2 separate regions of the Mus musculus genome follow, and region 2 is linked to region 1. Evidence: chromatin contacts called from public Hi-C data. All regions are on one chromosome and are shown on one strand. Each heading gives the region's core, a stretch centred on a gene start, on an enhancer-like site or on the middle of the called end of the contact. The rest is flanking DNA. Distances are from core to core; before and after follow the strand shown. Region 1 has its middle 7.7 kb from the start of Gm46950. Region 2 overlaps Col28a1 (collagen, type XXVIII, alpha 1).

The links. Hi-C and Micro-C count contacts between places; a contact is called where the count stands out from the background.
Region 2: a Hi-C map of the C3H10T1/2 cell line shows a contact between it and region 1, with 6 times the contacts expected there. The contact joins two enhancer-like sites. A contact is called at or near these places in 10 of 39 promoter capture datasets (the 3T3-L1 cell line, the C10 cell line, HPC-7-derived erythroid cells and 7 more), 2 of 15 datasets of contacts at CTCF or cohesin (large pre-B cells and stem cell-derived epiblast-like cells), 104 of 484 Hi-C or Micro-C datasets (the 3T3-L1 cell line, 3T3-L1-derived adipocytes, the 63-12 cell line and 60 more), 8 of 115 datasets of contacts at active chromatin or transcription factors (the NIH/3T3 cell line, PVALB interneurons, astrocytes and 4 more) and 4 of 9 other capture datasets (adipose tissue, embryonic stem cells, liver and 1 more).

The regions. Positions count from the first base shown.
Region 1 is chr6:7,728,642-7,735,244 of GRCm38.p6, reverse strand. No RefSeq gene overlaps it. Among named protein-coding and RNA genes, the nearest start is that of Gm46950, 7.7 kb to the right of the region's middle. Within about 2 kb of position 1,699, at least 26 of the 459 cell types and tissues checked have an H3K27ac peak or open chromatin away from gene starts, as enhancers often do. A contact at or near this core is called in the C3H10T1/2 cell line, where this site is marked.
Region 2 is chr6:8,179,362-8,186,368 of GRCm38.p6, reverse strand. All of the region lies in intron 1 of Col28a1 (collagen, type XXVIII, alpha 1), which reads left to right. Among named protein-coding and RNA genes, the nearest start is that of Col28a1, 9.8 kb to the left of the region's middle. Within about 2 kb of position 2,923, at least 1 of the 459 cell types and tissues checked has an H3K27ac peak or open chromatin away from gene starts, as enhancers often do. A contact at or near this core is called in the C3H10T1/2 cell line, where this site is marked.

The sequences.
Region 1 (6,603 bases), core at 450-2,949:
TATATAGCTGGGTGTAGTGGTATACACCTTGGATCCCGGTACTTGGGAGGTAGAGGCAGGAGGATCTCAGTTAGAGGGCAGAAAAGGAAGAGGAGGAGGAGGAAGAAGAAGAGGAGGAAACAGATATGATATGAGCAAACAGCTGGAAGGGCACCCACCCCAGGCCTTTGTGCTCATTTAAATCAGTAAGAAACACAGAAACAATAGAATCTTAATTGAGCAGGAAGGCAAATGTTAGCATAGTGTGGATGATTTGGCTTATTTGTTCAAAGGAAGCAGGAAAGACGCAAACACAGTGAGGTGCACTGGTATTTTTCACAAGTATTCTTTTTTTGTTTTTGTTTTTTCGAGACGGGGTTTCTCTGTGTAGCCTTGGCTGTCTTGGAACTCACTCTATAGATCAGGCTGGCCTGGAACTCAGAAATCTGTCTGCCTCTGCTTCCCAAGTGCTGGGATTAAAGGAAGGTAACTGGGCAAGCCAAGTAAACGAGGTATCGAGCAGGATTTTTCCATGGTGTCTCCTTTAAGTTTCTTCCCCGGCTTCCCTCAAAGATGAACTGTAACCTGTGAGCCAAATAGCCACCCCCACAAGCTATTTTGGTATTTTACCATGGCAACAGAGAAACAAACTAGAATACCTGTCATTCTCACACAAAATGGGCACAGCTGTGTTCCAATAAACTTTTATTTGTAGATCCTAAAATTTGACTTTCATACAATTCTCTTGCTACTTTCAACCCTTAAAATGTAAATTCTTAATTTCTGGGTAATTTGTGATTTGACTTATGGACCATCTCTTGCTTAGCTGTGCTCTGGAAATGAAGTAGAAGCCAACTGTAACTTATAACCTTTGGTCATTGTTTTGGTTAGGGCTTGAATTGCTGCAATGAAGACACCATAACCAAAAACCAAGTTGGGATGAAAAGGGCTTATTCGGCTTACACATTGTCCTTCATTGGAGGAAGTCAGGACAGGAACTTAGCCAGGCTGGAACCTGGAGGCAGGGACTGATGCAGAGGCCGTAGAGGTTCTGCTTACTGGCCTGCTACTCATGACTTGCTCAGCCTGCTCTCTAATAAAATCAAGGACCACTAGCCCAGGGATAACATCATCCACGATGGGGCCCTCCCCCACTGATCACTAATTGAGAAAATGCCTTACAGCTAGATATCATGAGGCATTTCCTCAACTGAGGCTCCTTTCTCTCTGGTGACTCTGACATGTGATGACACATAAAACCAGACAGTATAGGCATTATGTGTCTATGTCATATAGTGACTCGCTAATGCTCAAAATAGTATTCCCCACACATTTTGTGCTATTGAGACACGTTGGTGGTGGCATTTTCTTAATTTTAATGGACACCCCCACTCCAACCCCATTGCAACAGTGGCTTTATGACTGTTTTGTTAAGTCTTGTGTTTCCTATGCCATCCTTCACACATAATATTTGCTGTTTAAACTGTACAGTGTAGTAGGTTTAGCATCTTCCCAAAGGTGTTAACAACTAACTTTATGATATTGTTCATCACCTGAAGAAGAAAGTCATTTCCTATGCTTTCTGCCCAGCTTTCCGCACTCATTAGCCAGCTTTCTGTCTCTGTTACTTTGCGAACAGAGTTCATATAGATAGACTAACACAACCTGAACCTCTTCTGTCTGGCTCCTGCCTAGTATAATGTTTTCATTGTTCATGTATGCTGCAGCATGAATCTGCACTTTGTTCATTTTTGTGGCTGAGTAACACCCTTCCCTTTGTATATACCATATTTTGTTTATGGCCTTCTTAGTGTCTGGACACTGGGTACTTTACATTTTGACTACCGTTAATAGTCACAAGCGTTCATGTACAAGTTTTTGTATAGACATGTGTTTTACACTTTCCTGCGTATAAATCTAAGAATGGAATTACTGGGTCAGATGGCAACTCTGTTTAAACGTTGAGCAACTCCCCAATCAACGCCAGTCTTTGAGAGCTACTGTACCATGACTGCCACCTGGTGGGCAGTGATTTTATTGCACAGTCTCATGCAAGGCATTCTGACTTGAGGGACGTAAATTTCGATAGGAAACACTTGTCTAACGGTTTAAAAAAGTAGAATATAAGAATTTGGTTTGTGTCACATTTATAATTTGTAATTTGGGGAAAATGTACTGCCAACCAAACTAGAAGCCCAACCAGAGCCCCAGGAGAAAAATCACACCAACAATCTGCCTGAGGAAATAACACCAAATAGCCTGGCCTCAGTGGGTCCATGCACACAGCTGGCTTCCAATCGGGTAATTCCTCCAGTGAAAAGTGGGGCATTGTTAGAATGCCGTGGCACCATAACTGCTGGTGCCACAGCCACAGCTTTCATCTTTAAGGGGCTAAGATGGTTTACTCTGGGGCCATTTTGAGTGACCAAGGCTAGGAATTCAGATTTAAGCCACCCCAAACTACTTGCTTCAAAGTGGAAGCAGATTCATGAACATTTATAGATTTACAGAACAAAGTCATAAATCAAGGCGAGTTGGAAACACATGGAGGGGTACTTTAGAGAGGCGGTTACAGCAAGCTTGGAGGTCGTCCTTTCTGTACGTCTTCAGACGCTGTCGGATGACATTCTTAGCCTTGGAGTTGGTGCAAGCTAGGGGCCTACTCAGTTAATAGATTCCCAAGGTTTTCATCCGTTAGTCACAGGATGTTAGTTCTGACACAGGTGAGCAAGGAATGGCTGTTAGGAGTTGTGACTAAAGCAAGCCTAAGATAAACTAAGTAGCCGTTGGACCTGTAACATTCCCACCCCCACCCCCACCCCACCCCCACCCCCACCCCCACAGGACTGACATTAGTCAGTCAGTCTCTGCAGACCGCTTCTTTCCAGGAGTTCTCCCTCAAAGCAGCAAGAGAAGATGACAGAAAGTACTGTAGGTTTCCAAAGATAGCGTGTGGAGAGGTTAGATAATGGAAACCATAGAAAACAAAGCTTTACATTATGTCAACAGTGATAGGACAGACACCCAGACTCACACTGCCACTCTCATCAGCCCGAAGGGTTCCCCTAGACATTTACGGGCTTCAACCCAAGTCAAACCAAGATTCAACAGTGTATGTCATTTTAGGACTCTCGGGAACAGGGAAGGACATTTTATTAAAGGTATTATGATACAGGACTGAGCCAAGTGCAGTAGGCCTCCTCCTGGAACAGTAAGCATTGGCCACGTACAGCATTATGGTGGCTCTCCAGTTACAATGTGAACCCACTCCTCCCCCTCTTCCCCTTTCTGTGAGAGATCTGTGGTAGCTGGAAGCTCAGAGGTGATTCAGATGGAATTGCAATCTGATAAAGGAAAAGCAGGAAGCCACCAGAATCACCTGAGGGGTTAGTCTCTGTCCTCTGTAAATGGGGACAAGAGAAAACTTTCTAGAAACTTCAGGTCTACAGCTGTGTGAAAGGAGAAAGGTCTTAAGCAGTTGGGAACTGTACTAGAATTCTTGCTGTTTGGTAGGAGAGACAGGCTTCAATCAGATCCTGAATGCAGGGTTCCTTCCCTTTCCTCAGATCTTCCCAGCCTTCCTGGCCTGCCACAGATCACCCTTAGTAGCTTCTTTGGTATCTTTGGTGGTAGCATTGTATCCAGTTCTTGATATTAGAAATGTGTATGCAAGCCGGGCAGTGGTGGTGCATGCCTTTAATCCCAGCACTTGGGAGGCAGAGGCAGGAGGATTTCTGAGTTCGAGGCCAGCCTGGTCTACAAAATGAGTTCCAGGACAGCCGGAGATATACAGAGAAACCCTGTCTCGGGGAAAAAAGAGTGTTAAAAAAAAAAAAAAAAGAAATGTGTATGCATACGGGGCACCTGGAAAAGAGAAATTTATAATCCGCTGTGTGGCACAGGGTGTGTATGTGTGTGTGTATCTGTGTATGTGTGAGTGTGTGAGTGTGTGTGTGTACAGAGCGTTTTCCTCCTGTTCCCTCATTTTAGTGGCTTTCTGTTCAAACTAAACCTCATGCTAAAGTGTCAGGTTAAGTACTTTGTACTCTTCCTCTGCACAGTGAGTGTCCTGGCTTTTACAGCAAAAGGGACCTTGATTAGATTGATATACGTACGTTAAAGATCTTGAAATGGAGATACTATCTCAGAACTGTGTGGGTGGGCCCCAGGCGATTCTTAGAGTCACTGTGAGCAGAAAGCAGAAGCCTTTGAGGACAAGGATGACAGAAACAGAAGCTGAAGGTGAATTAGGAATTGGCTGTGAGTCTGGGATATGGGTCGTCTCTAGAAGCTGGGGCATACAAAGAAATAGCATTTTCTCTCCGGCCTCCAAAGCAACGGAATCCTACTGATTCCTCAATATTAGGAGCTCTGATCCAATAAGTTTAATCGTTTTCTTTTCTTTCTGCGTGTAAGTCACAGTTTGTGCTGTGCTGACACAGCAACCATAGGAAAGTAGCACAGCTCATCTTTAGAAAACATCTAAAGGCAAATTGCATCTAAGATCATTTTAATCTCTTGCCTCAACCCCTCACTGTGGTGTTTCCACCAATCCTGCCTCTCCCTCATGAGCCTTGCCCAACCATAACCCTTCCTTTCTACTTTAAGGAAGCTGTCTTAGATCACACTTGGAATTCTTTGTAAATCTTGACCTTGCTGTCAACTCCACTTCTGTCCTCCAAAAGACCTAACCTCTGACTGCATGACCCACAGAAAATAGGCTTGATGTTGGCTACCCCACAGACTGTCTTTGCTTTGTTTTGAGTATTGGTTAATGGCTAGCGTTCTTTAAGGGCTCATTGTGATCTACAACTTGGTTCTTGGGTGGGGCTTTGGGTGCAATGTTTGTTCCTCAGGTACTGTCTTTGTTTGGGTTACTATTGCTCCTACAAAACACCATGATCAAAAGTTGCCACTGACTGGACTCAGTCGGCCCTTCTACCCGCAGGGAATCAGGATTTCAGTAATCAGGTGGGCAAGAAGTCAGGAGATGACAGACACACACACCAGAGAGAGTACTGTATCTGGATGTAATTTCTCAAAGCGAGCATCAGATTTTTTAATAAAGAAGAAAATAAGGAAGTTAGGTAACACATCAACCAAGGTACATTGAGGTTACTGAATGCTTAATGACTCTTATACAAAACAGAGAAATGCATACATAAAGTCTAGCAGGAACTAGGCAATATAACAACTGAGACAAAGTCTGTATCTAAGGTCAGCTATATTCTTAGAAGCCAGGTGTGAGGTCTTTACACTCCCTGGGCAAGGGCTTTCATGCCTAAGCCATAGTTCTAATTAGAGAGTTCAGCTCTAGCTAAGCTTCTCATGAATAATGCAATACTCTAGTTCCTCCTTAAACCACAGCCCGATGTACTTCAAAAACAATGGTAAATTCCTGTATATGAGAGTGACTCAGCTGTTATTCTAAGTGATTTTGTGGGGGACTTTCTACTATTAAGTAAGGTAGTCTGCCATACATAACTAAAATAAGAATTCTAAACTTACTTTGCTAAGCTTGCCCTGAGATTTCTAACTCTATGTAGTAGACAGTAATGCCTGATTTCTTTCACTATCTCTCTTACAATACTAGAGGAAATTCTGAATGTCACTGAATAGGCAACATTCTTACTGAATTCCAAGCCCAGGGTGGGCTCAAGGACTACCTAGGGCATTGGTGAAGGCCAGGAAGCAAAGTTCAGTTTTGCTTAGGTATTTGACAAGTCATTGCTTGGAGGCACCTATAATAAAACAATACTGAAAGAAAGCACACAGATCTATTCACTAACACAGGGACAGGCTTGGAACATTCGTTCTACAGAATGCCAAAGTTTCCACGAGGCTGAGTTTCTGTAAAACTCTTTATTTTAGGACTGCATCCAAGCTTTTGGGCCTGACACAATGTCTTCACTGGGGTGGGTGTGGCAAAAAGTGAGTTGGTGAGTGAAGAAAGTTAGGACAGGAACTCAAACAGGGCAGGAACCTGGAGCAGGAGCTGTTGCAGAGGCCATAGAGGGGTGCTGATTTTTGCCCTGCTCCTCATGGTATGCTCATCTTACTTTCTTATACCATCTAGGACCACAAGCACAGGGGATGGTACCACCCACAATGGGCTTCTTACCATCACCCAACTCAATCACTAATTAAGAAAATGCCCTACTAGCTTATCTGCTTAGAGCCTAATATTATGGAACCACTCTCAGATAACTATTCCTTATGTCAAGTTAACATAAAATTAGCCAGTCCAGGTAGTGCTAGAGATATTGTGATGTCCTTAGGTCACTAGGGCTAAATCTGAGGAGAGACTGTGGGGCCTCAGTTTCTCTCTCCTCTCTCTCTCTCTCTCTCTCTCTCTCTCTCTCTCTCTCTCTCTTCCTCTCTCTCTCTCTCTCTCTCTCTCTCTCTCTCTCTCTCTCTCTCTCTTCCTCTCTCTCTCTCTCTCTCTCTCTCTCTCTCTCTCTCTCTCTCTCTCTCTCACACACACACACACACACAAACACACGCCATAATAAACTACTGTCAAGAAGGCCTTAGCCAGAACTTTGGTTAACAGTCTCTTGAATCTCCCAAACGTGAGCTAAATAATCCTTTCATCTATATAAAATAGAAGCTTCAGGTCTTCTG
Region 2 (7,007 bases), core at 1,674-4,173, 450 kb before region 1:
ACACATTCATTTCATATATGTTCATATGCACAAAGTTAGTATGTTTTGTTTTGTTTTGTTTTTGTTTTTTGAGACAGGGTTTCTCTGTGTAGCCCTGGCTGTCCTGGAACTCACTTTGTAGACCAGGCTGGCCTCGAACTCAGAAATCTGCCTGCCTCTGCCTCCCAAGTGCTGGGATTAAAGGCGTGTACCATCACTGCCTGGCTTAGTAATTTTTTTAAAAGCAGGAACCAATCCTTGTTATGAACAGATGTGGTCTTCTCTCAGTGAGTGTTGGAAGACAAAGTTAGGAGTTCTGTCCATTGAGTGAAGGGAACCATCGAGTTAAAACTGATCTTTCAAACCTAAGATTTATCCAAATTCCTCTTTTTGGTATTTATTAGAAAGAAGATTTGTCCATTTTTTCTAGATAACATTTTTCCTAGTAGTGGGCTTTGATAAGGAAGAAACAACATGGAAGAGGGGACCATAAAAAGGACATTTTAGTAGTCACAACATTGTGGTGGGAATTACTCAAGCTGGGAACCAAATTTCAGAAGATGAAGGAAGGTGTAGTGGGGGTAATTATGTAAGAAAACAATCACTATGTATCTAAGTTATTCTTAAAAGAAAGTTTCTTAAAAAATAATAGCAATAACAAAAGAGGAAGTAGAGGGCAAGTGTGGAGAGCTGTGCCATTACAAGATGGCTTCCACAGTGCCTAACTGGTAAACAAGCAATGTGCGCAAGTGCAAGAGTAAATTCGTGCCAACTCACTGCCCATCTCGGGGCGTAGCAGTGGGGTGATGAGTGAGCAGCTAATCAGGAGTTGACACGTCACACAGAGGGGTATTTAAGCAGCACCATTTACCGGGTTCGGGGTCTTCCTGATAAGTAAGCAATAAAGCTTTGCCGTAGAAGGACCTGGTTGTCCGAGTGTGTTTTGCTGGCGAAACATTACAAGGACAGGCAAGGAAAAAGGTTAAGTCATTCAGAATTTAGTGACGAAGCTGTTCACTGTTTCAGACTTAGGCAATGCCCCATTTCCCAAGTTGAAGGATTTAAATTTTTCTCTTTGCTGATGAATAGGACCAATCCTTTCTTGATGTTCCTCCGTTTACTGCAGAAGGGCACAAGACAACGCCCAAGCCATATTCTTGGGTCCAAGAAGCATAGTGAGTTCTGGAAGCTTCAGACCTTTAGAGCAGTTCTTAGAAGTTTGGCCGCACCAAGTTTTCTACTGGGAAAAAAATTAACATGGAACTTCTAATAGTTTTTCTAAAATGTTTAGGGAGATCACTGCCTTTTCCCTTTTCAGTCACAGCCTCTGGTTTATTTGACACTGGATCAGCAGCGTGGTGGGTGGATCAAACTGAGAGGAACTTGGACAACACCATGCCATGCCTTATTCTTGACCCAGGCATATTCTTTGGATACAACTTTCAGCTGATTTGTGACCAGCTTTTAAAAATGGTTTTATGAATTTTCTGGAGTCTGTAAGGCAACAGCATTGTAATTTCCTGTGAATTGTAACGTCCCATGCCTTATCTCATGTATGCCATGTGAGTGTGAAAAATGTGGCTAACCTCCCAAGAAAAGAAAGCAAATATCTGGTTTTGACTATAGATTTCACTGTTACTTGAAAACCTCAGGGAATTTCTTGAAAAGCTACTTTGTGAGGGGGTGATGAAGAAATCATTCACATTCACGTGGAACTTTCATTTGATAAGATAGTTGTTAGAAGTAAGGCTCAGAGGATCTTTAATTATGTGATATATATATATATATATATATATATATGTATATATACATGGTATATGAATGTGTGTATGTGTCTATGGTGTATGCACATATATGTGTGTATGATATGTGTAGTATTGCTTGTATATGTATGTATGTTTGTATTGTGTATATGTGTATGACAGAGGGGAACAGTGTATGAGTGGTGAATGAGCCATCACATGAGTGTGAAGTCCAGAATAGGATGTTAGATGTCTTGCTCTGTCACTCTTCTGAGTCAGGGTTTCTCATTGAACCTGGAGCTGGCTTGAAAGCCAATAAGACCCAGTGACCCTCTGTCTCTGCTCCTCAATGTGTTGGGATTACATGGTTGACTTTGATACATGGGTGCTGGGAATTTGCAAGAAGGTCTTTCTGCTTGTGCAACAAATACTTTCATCTATTGAGTCTTCTCCCCGCCCACTGTTCTAACATTCTCTAAGTTTAGGATGACAGTAGAAATGCTACCAAATGACACTTTTTATGGTCTCAGTGTCTGCAAAACCTGGAATTTTATTTTATTTTATTTTATTTTTCTTGCATGTGCATGTACGTACACATTCACATGTGTGTGCATGTAGCCATGCATGTGGAGGCCAAGTCTCGCTGTTGTATGCCTTTCTCAACTGCATTCTTTTTTAGTTTTTGAAGTAAGGACTCTCTCTAAACCTGAAGCTCACCGTTTGGCTAGATTACCCGGCTATTGTGTCCTAGGAATCCTCCTGTATCTACCAGTCCTGCACTGATAGTGTAGACATGTCCTTTGTAGAGACTCTGGGGATGCAATTCAGATTCACACACTCTGTACTCACTCAGCCACCTCTTCAAATGTCCTTTTACTTTTACTTTTGAAAGCCTTCTTTCCTGTTCATCTTAAATTATTTTTTAACCAAGAAATAATTGTAGTGTCACATGCAATTCTAAATTAACAACAAGAACAACAACAATACTGTATCGCCATGCAGTCTGTTCTTAACTCAACATCCCCCAGTTGGCAGCATCCTGAATGGCAATGGCATTGATAGTCATGATGCAGTCATTCTGTCACCACAAAAATTACTCTTGCTGTCATTTATAAATATGTGAACTTTCTTACCTCTACCCATAAAGGCTCTTGAGAATCTCTGCTCAACACTACTTTACTGTTGCAGGATATTTGATCCCATTGTGAGCCCTGAGATTGTGTGCTTTACTGAAAAACCTGTTTCTGCTTGTGTAGCACAGCCTTAGCCCACATCTTTAATTCCTGTGGCTGAAATACAGAAACACCCTTAGTACACATCTTTAATCCCAAACAATAAAGGTAAAGTTAGTTAGTAGAAGGAAGAACCCATGTTGAAAAGTGAAGTCTAAGTGGCAGACAGAGTAACAAATCAGAGAAAGACTTGACAGGATAGGATATGACCAACTCTCAGAAGAAACAAGAGAAAAGGGAAGCTACTTAAGAGAGAGCATTGTAGAAACCAGAGGGGGAAGTTTTACAAGGACAGTTGTTCAAAGACAGAGAGAAAACAAGCTAGACACAGGTGAAGACAGAGCAAGCCAGAGAATGAGGAGACAGAAGATTAGAACAGATTGCCAGAGTTAGTATGAGGCCAAGCAGGACAACTCAGAAGAAACCGAAAGAAGCCAGATTGAATCAGTCAGCTTAGAGAAGAGTTCTGAGTCAGATGAGCTGAGATGAACCAGCCAGCCAGAGTTCAGAAAGATCAAGAAAGGGTGAGCTCATTCAACAGTCAGTCCCAGAGAATGAAAACATTCTAGGCCTAGATAAGATGGCACACAGGCCAGAAGCCTCCAGGACTAGACCTAAGCTAGCAGATAGAAGCAGTGAGCCTCGGAGACAGGCACATCAGGAGGATAAAAGATACTCAATCACTCTCCACTTCCATGACGTTCATGCCTGTGGAGTGCAGATGGTGACATGTATGTGAAACACTCAGTACTTTGACTGACACATGCTTGCTGATCTCGAGAGGTTCTTATTGTTATATTGTTATTGCATCAATATTGTTAAAATGTCAGCCATCCTAAAAAATGGTAACCATAGGATCTAAAATATGGCTCAGAGGTAAAATCTCACAAAGTGGCCTAAGCTCGACAGCCTGGGTTTTATCCCTAGTAGCTGTGAAAAGATAGAAGGAGAGAACCAATCCTATGAAGTTATTTTCTGACTTCTTAATATATACCGTGGCATGCACAAACCCCATCACATGTAGACCCACATAGAATAATTAATGAAATTAGTAAGAAAACTATTTTAAATAATTTTAACAACACATATATCTCCTTCTTCAATAATCACGCTGTTATGGATCTCAGAGGAAGCCTAGTCATTTGTAGAGCAGTAAGGTCCTTTCACCATAGACTGAATGCATAAGTTAGAAAATAAGAATAAAAGACAAAGGGCCAGCTGCGAAGACCCCCTTCTGGGATAGACATCTCAAAATATCAACCACTGTAAATAAAGCAAATAAAACTATAAATAATGACAAATCCAAGTTCTTTTCCAGTCACTTAAAAAGGCCATTGACTTGAAGGCAAGTGTTTAGGCAAGGAAAAAGTTCTATTAGGAAATCCAGCATTCCAAAGATAGGGGCTCTCACTAGCAAAAATCCATTTTGCTTAGTACCTGAAGGTGAAAGGCTCAGGTAGGAATTTTAGGGAGGTTTGTCAGATAGGTAGATACCAAGACAGTTACAAACTTAAGTGGGCTGCTTTTCCTAAAGTACAAACTGCTATATCCTGGCAAGGTCACTAGATGTCCTGACTTCCTTCCTTCCTTCCTTCCTTCCTTCCTTCCTTCCTTCCTTCCTTTCTTTCTTTCTTTCTTTCTTTCTTTCTTTCTTTCTTTCTTTCTTTCTTTCTTTCTTTTCTTTCTTGTTATTTTGTTTATTTATGTTTCAAATGTTATCCCTTTTCCCGGTTTCAATTCTGAAAACCCACCACTCTACCACCCCTCTCCCTGCTTCCACTAGGGTGCTCCCCCATCCACCCACTCCCTCCCACAGCTCTATCATTCCCCTACCCTGGGACATCAAGCCTTCACAAGACCCAGGGCTTCTCTTCTGATCAATGCCAGACAAGGTCATTCTCTGCTACACATGCAGCTGGAGCCATGGGTCCTTCTTGTGTACTCTTTCATTGTTGGTTTAGTCTCTGGGAGCTCTGGGGGGGGGGTGTCTACTTGGTTGATATTGTTGTTCTGGCTTGTTGGTTAAGAGCACTGACTGCTCTTCCAGAGGTCCTGAGTTCAATTCCCAGCAACCACATGGTGGCTCACAACCATCTGTAATGGGATCTGAAGCCTTCTTCTGGTGTGCCTGGCTTCTTTAAATGTAAGAATAAGGTAATTATTAGAAAGTCTTGTGCTGGCTGGGCATGGTGGTATACACCTTTTCATTCAAGGCTGGCTTCAACCTCAGAGATCCATCTGCCTCTGCCTCGAAAGTGCTGGGATCAAAGTTGTGCACCCTCAGATTCTAAAAGGTATCTTTAATCTGAGAACAGGAAAAAATGGTCCCCTGGGGAGGGGGAAAGACAACTGTCACTCGAAAAGATAGTGAAGTGCAACTTTTCATAGAACAGTTGCAACCTGCCAGATGGCTCCAGTCAGTGGTGACACCTCTAGCACTTTCAGTCAGTGGGAGAGTCTGTCATCTCCAAAGTTAGTGATTTTTAAAATCAGCTAAAAGCAGCAGAGTTGGAGAACTTATTTAGGTTTTCACCCAGTTACAGTTACAGTTAGAAAACATCATAACACATGCAGCCCTGCCTCATTGATACACGGGAGAGCAAGGCTCTCATAGAGGTTAGGGGCAGAGTCAGAATTCAAGTAAAACTAAATATTACCTAAACGTTCTTGTATAAAATTTTTTTCAAGAATCAGAAAGTAGAAAGACTTGAATGACTAATAGCTACATGCTCATTATTCAACTTCAGAAATTATTAATCTGCTCATTTTCTTAAAAAGATTTTGAATCTGAGTCTGCTGTCATTTATATGACTCCAGAGTGTTTGCTATTCTAAAGGGTGTCTCAGAGAACAAACCCTAGCAAAGAGAAAGACAGGAATCAAACCAAGGATATAGTGTAAGAAACACAGGCAGATGGTCGATCGACACTTACAATGTAAAAAATTTGCTCACTTTCTCTTTTCTTTATTTCTTTTTTTCTTTTTCGGAACAGTAGCCTGGAGAACACAGACTTAGTCTAAAGGGACGCTGTTCCTTTAAGTTGCTTACTGATCCCACCCAGATCTTGCACCTTGGCCAAATGCCTGACCACTCTAGTAAACAAGAATAAGAGATTGAAAAAAAAATCAAAAGCAAAGACAATTATTTCCCAGAGTACCAAACAATATCAAATAGCTAACTCTACTTAGCAATAGTCCTTGCTGTGGACATCTGCTACACTGTTCTCTTTCCTGTCTGACAGACTTCCTAAGGTAAGACAGAGCTGCTTGGTTTTAATCCTTAAACTCCATCTAGGAACTGTGCAAGGATAAACGGCTGATGATCTTGTCATGTGAAGAAAACTTATTGAAAACTTTGCCCTCTGCTGTGACTCAAAACCAATTGTTAGACAAACATGAATACTGGCTAAGTATGTAAACTTAAGACTAAATATTAAAGATACTTAATTTTTCCTTTTGCAAATTTTATTCTAAATTTACAATCTACTAAACTGTAGCACAATAATGTTAATATCTTTGGCGGGAACTTTTTAAAAATTTGAAATGGATTTCTACAATTCAGAATTCATTTTAGGATATTTTAGCATTTGACTAATTTAGAAATTTGAATAAAAATTATCCAATCATTTTGTCTTCATGTAGAAACCAGGAAAATGCAAATACTGAGGTAAAATTATTAAAATCTACTAAAATTTGTTTTATTTCTGAAAAATTATACAATATAGTCTCTTGAATGTATTGACCCTGTTAATTGACTTGAAATAAGTTTTAGGTAAAATTTCAAAATACAGCATTTGTCAAAAGAGCTGCATTTTAAATAAAATTTAGCCATAGCCATATTGACATTGAGGTTTTAATTTCTGTCATTTAACTAACTGTACTCTCTATCTCTTTTAATCATTTGTACATCTTTCTAAAAGATAAGAACTATTAAGAACTCAGGCAATAGGATGCTCTGAAAGTGGTTAGAAGTGGGTGACCTCTCACAGTGTCTAACAGAGTCAGGGAGGTCGGGGAGATAAGAGAATGGAAAAGCTAGAGAAAGAAAAATAAAG